Linked DNA regions of Mus musculus: region 1 is linked to region 2. Evidence: chromatin contacts called from public HiChIP or PLAC-seq data. All regions are on one chromosome and are shown on one strand. Each heading gives the region's core, a stretch centred on a gene start, on an enhancer-like site or on the middle of the called end of the contact. The rest is flanking DNA. Distances are from core to core; before and after follow the strand shown. Region 1 holds the start of Spsb4 (splA/ryanodine receptor domain and SOCS box containing 4). Region 2 overlaps Spsb4 (splA/ryanodine receptor domain and SOCS box containing 4).

Region 1 (5,437 bases), core at 310-2,809, 36 kb before region 2:
AACTGATCTTGGGGAAAAGCCAAGCCCTTTGGATGCTCTCCAAGACCCTAAGTACCTACTCTCGTTTCATCTTACCTCCTGTTTTGGCTCCAGTCATACCACAGGCTGTTACAGGTACCTACCATGAGACTATGATGTCTCTGCATCTAGCAGCTCATTCATGCAGACACTTCCACAAGGAAACATTCTCAAATTGCCCTCCCCAGTCTGGGAGAGGTACCCTGGAGCCTTGGTCAACACATTTCCCTCACAGGGCTGAATTACAGGTGCTTATCTTCTGTGTACATGGGGGGAAAAAAAAGGACACTTTCTGAGGGGTGAGGTCAGTTAAGACTATGGAATGGACCTAATGTCAACTCTGGCATGGAAAGCAGGATGCCCTGGCCTGGAAGGAAGCCAACTTGGAGGTACAGAGCATCCCTCGCTCTGGCCACGCCCTCTTATCTCTGCGCTCTGGTTACCGAGGGAGCCGCCATCCTTCAGCGCTCTCGGTAGCCCTCTGATCGATGATCCTTCTCTCGGGCCTCAGGTGGTCAGGGGAAAAGCACCATGGAGCAGGTGCTGCGTGAAATTGGATTCTGAAAGATGAGTTGGAGTCTGGCCTCAGAAATAAAGTGTGGACATGTGTGTGCCTAAGGCAAGGGGGTATATTAAAGCATTCTCTTTCCCAGTCGTTGTTTCCCGCAGGCCTTCAATACAGGCTCCAAAGCTATCTGGCGACCGTGATGTCTCCTCTCTTCATCCCCGCCCCTAGGGACACCCACCGTGGCTCTCTAGGCACGCTTGAATGAATGGGGGAGGACCCATGCGCATGAATGAGCGCGTGTGTGAGCGAGTGTCTAGGCTAGCCAGTCCGCAGATGAGTGAATGGCGTCCGCGCCACTTCGGCCCAGGGGCGCGGGCGAGGGTTCCACTTCCCTTTCCCGCCAGCTGGTGGCCTCCAGAAGGTGGCAGAGCCGGCAGCGGCCCGAGCTGGGACGGCCGGGGCGCGGGATGGTGGGGGAAGGGGCGTTCCCGGCGGCCGCGCCTTCCGCGGCTATTGGATTAGTGGCCTTCAGGGATGAGCTCAGCCGGATCGGCTTTCAGCTGCAGCCTCCGGGCCGGCCGGGAAGGCGGGGAGCGAGCGGCCGTGGAGGAGGAGGGGGAGGCGGCGGCTGCAGCATCCAGAGCTGGCCCTGGCGGTCGGCGCGCCCGGCGCACAAAGGCGCTCAGCCCCTGGGGAAGGCAATGAGCGCACAGCTGCCCGGGCCCTGGCCACCACTGCAGCCCTCGCGGCGTGTGCTCAGTGCTCTAGGGAAGAAACCCGGTGCTCCGGGGACGGGCGGCCGAGGTGCGGCCCGTGTGCCCTGAGCGCGGGACTCGTCGCTCTCCAGGTCAGGCGCCAAGCTTTAGGGCCATCAGGGCAAGGGCTTCCGCATCTCGCTGAGATCAGCGCAGTGGGGCACTTCACTACTCGGGACCGGACCTCGGCGGCCTCTCCCGAGCGTCAACTTCTCCAAGAACGTCCCTAACTCCAGGGCACCCTGCGGAGCGAGAGGGCGCTGCCGCCGGATACAAGTCGAGAGGACGCGCCGCTGGTTGAGAAGCAGCAGCCAGCATCCGCGGGGTCGCTCGGGCGCCCCTGCGTGGGCGGCAGTGGCAGCAGACCTCTCTCCCGGGAGTCCCGGACCTGCCAGCGCTGGGGATTCCTCCCAGGCAGGCGCTCGCCCTCTCTTTTATGGTAAGTGTTCTCCAGCTCCTGCTAAGGGGTGATCGTCCGCCAGTACCGGTCACACTCGGTGCTCTTGGGGGACTCTCTGGTTCCGGTCCGTGGGAATGTCTCTGTGAATTATGGCATTCCGAACTGGTTGGTTTGCGCCCAGCCTCGGGCGTTGCGTTGAGGTCAGCCTCTGGTACTGTAGGTTTGAAACCGCTGCTCTCCCTGTAGTGGAGACAACACACACAAATTGAACCCAGACTCAACCGACTATGTTCCGGTCGTATATCCGTCACTCTCTGGGGTGACCTTGGGCCAGGTGCCACAACCACGGTTTCCTCATCCATAAGATGGGGGTGATAGTGTGCCCTTTTTTACTAGAGTGTTGGAGGAACTGCTGGGGTGGTGCGGAGACCCGCGTCTGGCATTCAGAAAGCACTTAGATACTAACTAGCGTTATTAGCCTTGTGAGTCCAAGCACATCATCCAATTTCGCAGAGCTGCCTCATCTGAGTGGCGAGGACTAATTTCTGGGGGTCTGCTCGTCTGTGGCTTTTGGAGCTGTGGGAGTAAAGCGTCTAGCACTCAGCAGCCGCTGGTGGTGATTGTTCGTCTCCGACGCTGGGGCAGGGAAGACTGATTGCCGGGTCCGGGAGTCGCTCGCGCACGGTTCCCAGCCTGGCTGCGAGACAAACTTGGAGAGAATAGGTGGCTCCGGATTCTGCTCTGGGAAGCAGGGAGGAGGAAGCCAAAGCCCGGAGTGCGGCAAATAAGTCCAGGAAAAACAAGGGACCCCAAACTCCCGGCTAGAAAGGCCCAGGAAGTGTGATTCCCACCGCCCCGTGGCCAAGCGAGAGCTGCTGAGTCAAGAAGAGAGAAGAGAGCACGTTTGTGTGGCTCTATCTAGAACTTTCAGTCCTGCAGTCCCGGGCTTGGATTTGAATTCGGCTTTCAGCTCCATCCCGCGGTGTGACCTTGAGCGATTCTTCTAAGGTCCGCTGCTCTGTGCTTCCCCTCGCCCTCCTCCCCTCCCCCTTTCTTCCCCTTCTCCTGGTTCCTCTCCCTCCCTACTCCAGGAATTGGTGTGAACATCTCTTATCCTTCCATTCATCTGCCCCTAACAGTTGTTGAGCCTATCTAGATTTAGAAGAGATAAGGGGAAAGTTCACTTCCCACTGTGCCCTGTGGAAAGCGACTAACCCCTGAGGCTTCCTGTCTGTTTCCTCACTTTGGCACCTCTGTCTTTCAACTAAAGCCTGCAGTTTCTATTGCTCAGGGTGATGGAGGATCTTTCAACCTCGCTGCTCCACTCGCTCTCCCAATTGGTTTTGGGCTGCCCGATAAACCCTCTATGCAGAACAACAAAATGTCAAAAGTGTGGTATAGACATCCTTTACAGACGGCCACAGTTTTTGAGACACACACCCTGAATCCATGTTTCAGATTTCCACAGCAAGGACGGTAAAAAGAATTTAAGCCACTTCTGGCAAGCTGCGAACAAAATTAGATTCACCAGCTATGCCATGCAAATATCTCTTCAGTTTTCATTTCTCTTCGACTTTAAGGATATTCAGTGACATAGAAATAAAATCTGCAAGGAAAAACCAGAAGAAGTCAAAAGTCACGGCAGAGCTGGGAAAGAAATGCTACTTACTGCAGTGGCTTCGTAGCTTCCAATTGGGAACCGATTTGGGGTGTCTGTGTGCTGGGAGTGGAACCTAGGGCTCTGTGCATACAAGATAAGCACTCCACCCCTAAGCTCTAGCCTCAGCTTAAAATGTATAAAGAATCAAGACAAGGAAGAGCCCCAAAGGACAAAGACTACAGACAATTTACCCAGAGAGAGTGAAACAGAAATAACACATATGCGCCTTACCTCAATAAGAAAAACGTGTGCTAAAGCCAGAAGATTCAGTTTTTCAGATATCAGATTGGCAAATAGTAATGGCCATTCACTAGCAAGAAGGATTTATCCTCAAAAATGTAAATAGTCCAAATTCCTTTCTAAAGCTAGAACTTCCTCGAGACTACTAGGAGTGAAGACTGGGCCTGCCCTCTAGGCCTGGCTTTCACTGACCCCACCTTCTTTTCTGTCACTTCCCCCTTCCCCACCCCTGAAACCCTGGCCTAAGATCTTGGTTTTGCTCCAACACTCCAGGGCTTATTCCTTTCCTGACTTCCATTCCTACCCCAAGTTGGTCACAGGATCGGAACCTTGTCATGGAAGCATGTCCCAGGATGTGGCTAAGGCTCAGGCCTGAGGCAAGGTCTTTGCCCTTTGAGAGAAAGACCCAGTCAACACCCCCATGCTCCAGTTAATTTTTTTCTAAGCCGGCTGGCTCAGCTGGCTCGCCGCCACACATCGGTGCTCCTGAAAGGGCCCTCCTCTGTTGGCACGGTAACAAAAGATCTCCAGGAGCTCCCTAGATAGAACAAGAAACTGGATGTGGAAAATCAGGAGGTTAGAGGGACCTAGCTAGGTCCATTAGAAGTCTTTCCTGGTAATCATTTTTTTTTTTTTCAAAAAAAAAAAAGTACTTAATGTCTGCACTTAACTTGTGTGAACATGATCACTCATACTTGGCAAAAAGATCAATAATAAAAAATTAAGAATCTAGCAGCACATTTGAATAAAACATGGTCCCTCCATGTGGGGGGCTGCCTTTCTTTCCTGCTGCTGCTCAGAAACAGGCATCGGTTCTGAAGTTGCAGAAAGCATCAGTTAGGCCTATCCTTTGGGAAAGACCCCAGCTGAGCTGTCATAAACTTTGTGGAGTGTTGATTGCATGGGAATCTTGCTTTGCACATTGAATTTGGAACTTAATCCACGTTTCAAATGTATACTTCAATTGTGAAAAAACAAAACAAAAACAAAAACCTTGATGGTAAAAACACAAATTATTCAGTCCAACAACCTTTTTTTTTTGGAGATGGCTCTCACCTTGCAGCCCATGCAGGACTAGACCTCACAGGGTAGCTCAGACTGGCCCCAAACTCTTAATCTTCCAGACCCTCCTCCCAAGTGTTAGGACTGCAGTACCTGGCTCTGGCAAGTATGTTGCTGCAGACAGGTAGTGTGTCCAGGACTGATTTAAAAGACGGGTGGCAATTAGTGGGGCATTGGCTTCTAGGAATAGCACGTGATGCAGGAGGCGTCAGTGGGACTAAAACTTTTAGAATGACATCGTGGGGCAGAAAGATGGAGGGAGGATGCCGAGGTGGGCACACAAGAGTGAGAGATGTAGGCAGTGAAAGTGAACAGGTCCCAGACAGAAGCTTGGGGTAGAAGAAGGTGAGCTGACTTGAGAGTCTGGTGTCACTGGTTGGAGAAAGACTACAAGAAGAGGTTGACTGTGACACCCTTGGGTGTCAGCTCAAAGGATGCTTGTTTGAGTGAGCAGGCGGCAAGGTGGGTGGGTTAGGAAATCACAGGCCCTCACTAGGAGACTGCTTTAGTAATCCTGCTAAAGCAGTGTGGTTCTCAACCTTCATCCTGCTGCTTCAGGGACTTTTAATACAGTTCCTCGCGGTATGGTGACTTCCAACCGTAAAATTATTTGAGTTGCTACTTCATAACTGTAATTTTGCTAGTGTTATGAATCAAAATGTCAATATCTGATATGGAGGGCTGCTGATATGAGACCCCTGTGAAAGGGTCATGAGACCCCCCCACCAAAGAGGTCATGACCCACAGGTTGAGAACCCCTGTGCTAAGGTGTAAAGTAAGAGGAGGTAGATATT
Region 2 (5,477 bases), core at 434-2,933:
ACCATCTAGGAGGTCCGGCCCACAGACGCCTCTGTGCAGTGAGGATCCCCAGGATGAGCCTCGGCCAGCTGATCCCTGGCTAGGTGTTTGCATTTCAGTTCCTCCCGTCTGGAGCAGCGGGCAGGTGATGCAGGGCATATGCCAACTAGGTCTACAGTGCTTCTAATCCTTTCTATCCTTGGAGAGTTCTGGGGGAGGCGGTGCCAGTTCAAGGCTCCATCAGGTATGTTCTACCTATACCTTGTGTCTCCCAAGATGAGAGAGCCCCACGGACAGTCTGAGTCTCTTTCACCTCAGACTCCCCAGAGTGGTATGGTGGATTGAGAGCCTCTATTTCCTGTTTGGCTGACACAGGCAACCCTCCTTGACTGCTGAATACTGAGCCAAAATGGATTGTTCAGATGTGTGAAAGGAAGTTAAAATGCACTCTTGAGTTGAAGTAACTTGACATCCCCTGAGTCTGTGCTAGATGTGAAGAGGAGAAGTGAGAGAGGCCCTGGGGAACCATCCGGGATTGGGATCCAAGAGACTGGACAGCTGGTTTCAGATAGGGCAAATGGTCTCTGTGTGTGTGTTGGTTTCCCCACCCGGGAAAGAAGTTTGGATAAGAAAATCTCAAGGGTCTCTACCATTCTGTTATCTCTGCTGTTGATTGTCTGCACCGTCTGACTTGTTTAATAAATAGTTTTCACGCCCATGCTGTGACAAGGTGGCTACAGGTGACTTCTACAGTGAAATAAAGCAGGTCTTCTGTTCCTGGCCTGGCCTGCCCACATTCAGATGCCCTCTAGCATGCATAGATAGTAGCTACCATTTTAGAGAGTGGAGAACAGGGCTATTCTCACCACTCAGGAATTGAGACTTTCAAGACTCTGGGGACAACTATGGGGGCTCATGGACAGAGCAAGGATATGGTTTTCCTTGGGACTACTAGGCAGTGTGGACTTCAGGTGTACTCGTGAGTTCTTTCAGGCCTTGGGAGCCAGTCAGGGAGGGTGGGAGGGACAGGAAACCTTAGAGAGCATACTATTTGGGGAGGAGGAATGCCAGGAATTCCAAGGTGGCCAGGGCAGTGAGGCCCCAGCTGCAATGTCTGCCACTACCCAGAAGCCAGGCCTTTTGTCAGCACCTCACTCTGTAATTTGCTCAAATCCATAAGCCCACTGAGCCTCTTGGTAGGTGAGATGTGAAGAAGAGGCACGATGGGTGCTGGGGATGAAGTAAAATAAGACTCAAGAGTCCTGCGTACATGGGTAGGCCACCCACACAGCATCATACTTCATTCTGTGATCATACATTCATGCGTATGAGTGCGGGCACACGCGCACATGCAGATACACACTCCTCTGTGACTTTAGGGTGTCTATCCTGACTTCTCAATAGGGCCAAAGAGTATTTGGAGAAGGAGACAGTACATTCCTCCTTTGTCCCCCACAGCCCTGAACACCCAACAGCCTCTCACAGTCCATGCAGTCCCTCTATGACAGATGGCACTGCTGGCTGCCACTCAGGGAGGTGAATATCGCCTTTCTTCTTTCCCTCTGACCCTGTGGCCTTTCAGCCTCAGATTCATGCTTGAGACTTGCTGAACACTTGCCTTGTCTGCGACACATCTGAGCATCTGGCTGGGTCTGGATGTCATTCTCTGAACCCCTGGCTCACCTCAGCTCTGATCCTCCCCCCAACCCTTCCATGTATAAACAAATCCAGGTCAGAGGGCAGAGGCCAGAGCTGGGCCTTGACAGCGTTTCCCCCTGGGATGTCTTGGTGAAAAGCAGTCTGGAATCAGGTTTCACTGTTGCCCTCCCAAGGCTGAGACAGGCCTTGCTGAAGGCAGCCTTTCTTCTTGATTTGTTGAAGTGCTGGGCTACACCTCAACCCTGGTCTGAGTTTATTGCTCAGGTCTAAAGCTGGTTTTCTTGAAGTCCCTGCCATAGACAGGCAAAACAGAGAGGGTTTAACTCTTGCCAGGGAAACTTATGGCATAGGTAAATTAGAGTCACCAGTCAGTCACACAGGCTGTGAGATGTTAGTTCCTATTTGATCAGAACTGACATTTGGGTTCTGGCCTATCTGACCCTACCTTTGGGCCATGAGTCTTCCTCACCCAGTGTCTTCCACAGTATCCGTCCCGGCTTTGGCCTCAGAACGGTAATTGGGGCTTTTCCAGATTTGGCTTTTAAGCTGGGTTTAGCAACCTGTGTGTACGGAGCTGGGCTTGGGACTCTGGACCTTTCTGGACAATGAATTGTTTGGATTATTTTGCATCTCCAGAGTGCTTGAAAGGCACATGATCTCCCGAGGCTGGCTTAGAGGTCCATGAAGACCTCTGCTATTTCCATGCTTCCTACTCTACCATCCCAGAAGCCTTGGGACAGTCCTCATGGTTCCTAGACATGTCCAGCACGGTACATGCTAAAGGCTAGAGCCTTTAGCTCCTCTTGCCCGGAGAAGGCTGTAGCTAGGGGCTGAGGCCATTGCTTAACCTCTTCCTCCAAGAAGACCTGGGAGATGGGTGCGCTGAGTGGTCTGCCTCACCAGAACAACTTCACTAGCTCTTTCTTCCATCGTGAGAGCTTGACCTCCCAGACCTGACCTCCACGCTTGCTGTTTCTCTACTCCCTGCCTGGATGTCACCCCTTTTCTCCATCTGTTCAAAACCATCCTCCCTCGAGGCTCTGAGATGATACCATAATGTTTAAAATTCTCTTTCATGACCCAGTCCATACTGTCTGGCTGCTGGAACACATTTGCAGTTGACAGAAGGGGGCTGACAGTCTCCTTGTGGGACTAGGCTGTAGCCAGTGTCCCTTTCCGACGAGTGCCAGGGCTTAGGGAAGGTCTACAGCTGGGTAGGAAGTCTGGGCCAGGCATACAGCTCTGCTATCGTAAGCTGTAGAACTCAGCCACAGGATATCATCTGTCAAGTATAATAATTATGGCGGGGAAGCTGAGCCGTTCTGAGGCAAAGACCAAGTGTCACCACCTAGAACCCATGTAGCTTGCTTCTCCCCCATGGGAACACCAGTACCCACCCAGGTAGACAGCAGACACATAGTCAATGCCTCTCTGCGTTTTCAATCCCACGCTTTCTTTTACGACGTTCTGTATTGAGAACATCTAAAAGCTGGGCTCAGATGCAGGTGGTTGTTCAGCCCCAAGCTTATGCCTCCCACCCCACCCCCATAGCCCCTTCTCTCCCCCTCCCCCTCCCCTTTACAGGCTCTCTCCACATGCCCCTCATGCCGCCTAGGTGGCTGCCCCAGCCTATAAATCAAAACAGTCCCTGGAGACCTTTGACCTACCCCAGATGGCAATCCTTTAAGCTGTGTTCAGCAGCCCCCAGTGCTCGCCATCATCCCTGCCCCCTCCTTGCCCTGGGCTTGGGGCTTTTGCAGGCAGCTGCCCTGTCAATCACTGATTGTAGCTGGGGGCTGTGACCACTCTTAGGTTCTCCAAGGCATTGTGGCTATGCTTCATTAAGTCACACAAAGATCTCCTGAGGGTCTGCAATGTGTGCTTTCGAGGCCATAGTTAGCAGCCTGGCTCATTGCCCAAATGGGCACAGCCCATGTTCAGGCCACCCTCCTCTTTCTGGAAGCCCTCCTTGGCCACACACTCTCCTGGTCCCTTTGTGTGTCTTCATTTAGGCTTCATTCTTTCTATAAACATTTACTTTCTACTTTCTGCCAGGGTTCAGGAGAGGGCAGGGCAGTGTGCTTGTTACTAGGACTCCCATAGAAAGCTCTACATTGGATAACCATAGGAACGGGGCTGGGGTACCTGAAGACCCAGAGCATATGGGAACTCTGAAGATGTACCACAGCTTTTGTCTCCAGGGCAGCTTTCCCCAGACTGGCTGGATCTTGTTTTGTTTTGTGACAGGATCGAAACTTATATCCCAGGCTGTCCAGGCTACTGTAGAACTCTGAGCAGTCCTCTTACCTCACCCCCCACCCCCACCCCCAGTGTGGGCATAACAGGGCTGACTACTTAACTGCAGGAGCTGGCCTGGGTGGACAAGCTGGTATTTGCTAAGGAGATGCGGCATTCTGACAGCGGGAACAGCTCAGGGGGTGAGGGTAGGGGTGGCGCAGGCACAGGGGAGGCAGCCTGGTGGGGTTCAGGATCAGCTAGTCAGGAAACATGTCCTACGGTGGGAGTTTTGAAGGGTGCCGGTGGTTACTGAGTCTGGTTGCTGGTGATCCAAACCACTAATACCTAGGTTTAAACAAAAACGGGATGTTTGCATTTCTTTCACGTAAGAGAAGTCTGGAGGCAAGGCAGTCTCTAGCACCTGCTTAGACTGACTGGGGCGATGGTTCTGGCCGTGTCGGTGGCTGGTGTGGGACAGGACACTTTTGTACTTACAACCCTGAATGATGGGTTTTTCTTTAGAAGCAAAAGTTTGGTTCTGCCCAGTGAGCAGGAAAATGGAAGTGACCCCAGAGCTGAGATTTAAAGCTGTGCTGTCTGCTGACAAAGAGCCAGAGCTACAGCAGAGGGTGGGGCCGGGTGCTGAATCTGCTTTCTGCTGGGCGGCGGGAGTGGCCAGTGGTGCCCCACCTCGCAGGCCCTCTGGACCCAGAACCCTCCCGGAGGCCTCTCTTGGAAATGGATGAAGGTCAGGGGGCTTTCACACTGATACGACCTGTTATTAGCACTGGCTTCCAGGAAAGCTGTCACCCGGTCATTAGGGGACACAAAAGAGCCCAGAGTGACAGGCACCACAAAAGCATACATCATGGAAAATCCTGCCCACTGGGCCATCTAGGAGCCCCCTCATTTACGGGGTGCTGCATCCCCAGATTGATGAATCCGTACATTTGCAGACCACACCAGGCCCTGGGTGTTCTGTGTTCCTTCCCAGGCCGACAAGCTCATGACAGAATTTAATTTATAACATAGTCACCATAAGAAATTAGCAACACAACAGACCCAGGTGTGGCAGTCCACACCTGTTAATTCCAACACTTGGGAGACGGAGGCAGTGGGATTACCACCAAGTTCCAGTCTGGCTTGCGCTACAGTTAAGTCTAAAGATGACAAGAACAACGAGATGTCAACCAAGATGAGCGGTGACATAGAGAGGCACCATAGTAAATGTTGAAAACGTCTCTGCGTTTGTGAGCGTGTATGAACAGCTTACTGCTGGGGTTTTCCACGGAATCTTCACCCAAAGAGGACACGGCCCTGAAGAAGACGGAACCCTGAGTAAGGGGGTCTGTTTGACTTCAACCAGTTTAGCCAAGGTTGTCTCTGGCAGCAAGAAGAAAGTTGACTTTTCCTGCTTTTTCCTGCTTTTCCCTGCCTTTACTTTGAGTGTGTGTGTGTGTGTGTGTGTGTGTGTGTGTGTGTGTGTGTACATGTGCACATGTTTACATACATATGGAAGCTGAATGACCAACCATCCTCCCAGGCCCTCTTAATGCTTTCTGAATCCATGTGTACAAAGACAAGAAGTCTAATGCCCCCTG

The links. HiChIP or PLAC-seq counts read pairs in DNA pulled down with a chosen protein or histone mark.
Region 1: a contact with region 2 is called in an H3K4me3 HiChIP or PLAC-seq map of neural tube, with 2.6 times the contacts expected there. The contact joins the promoter of Spsb4 here to the enhancer-like site in region 2. A contact is called at or near these places in 1 of 39 promoter capture datasets (neural stem cells), 24 of 484 Hi-C or Micro-C datasets (the AtT-20 cell line, the N1E-115 cell line, Sertoli cells and 15 more), 18 of 115 datasets of contacts at active chromatin or transcription factors (astrocytes, craniofacial prominence, differentiating embryonic stem cells and 12 more) and 3 of 9 other capture datasets (adipose tissue, liver and pancreatic islet).

What each region holds. Positions count from the first base shown.
Region 1 is chr9:97,014,477-97,019,913 of GRCm38.p6, reverse strand. Spsb4 (splA/ryanodine receptor domain and SOCS box containing 4) reads left to right here and starts at 1,559. Exons shown (of 3, transcript NM_145134.3): 1 at 1,559-1,720. Gm16010 (a long non-coding RNA gene) reads right to left here. Exons shown (of 3, transcript XR_871043.3): 1 at 3,573-5,437; 2 at 2,148-3,287; 3 at 1-1,921.
Region 2 is chr9:96,978,752-96,984,228 of GRCm38.p6, reverse strand. All of the region lies in intron 2 of Spsb4 (splA/ryanodine receptor domain and SOCS box containing 4), which reads left to right. Among named protein-coding and RNA genes, the nearest start is that of Gm16010, 33 kb to the left of the region's middle. Within about 2 kb of position 1,683, at least 43 of the 459 cell types and tissues checked have an H3K27ac peak or open chromatin away from gene starts, as enhancers often do. A contact at or near this core is called in the N1E-115 cell line, craniofacial prominence, liver and 1 more, where this site is marked.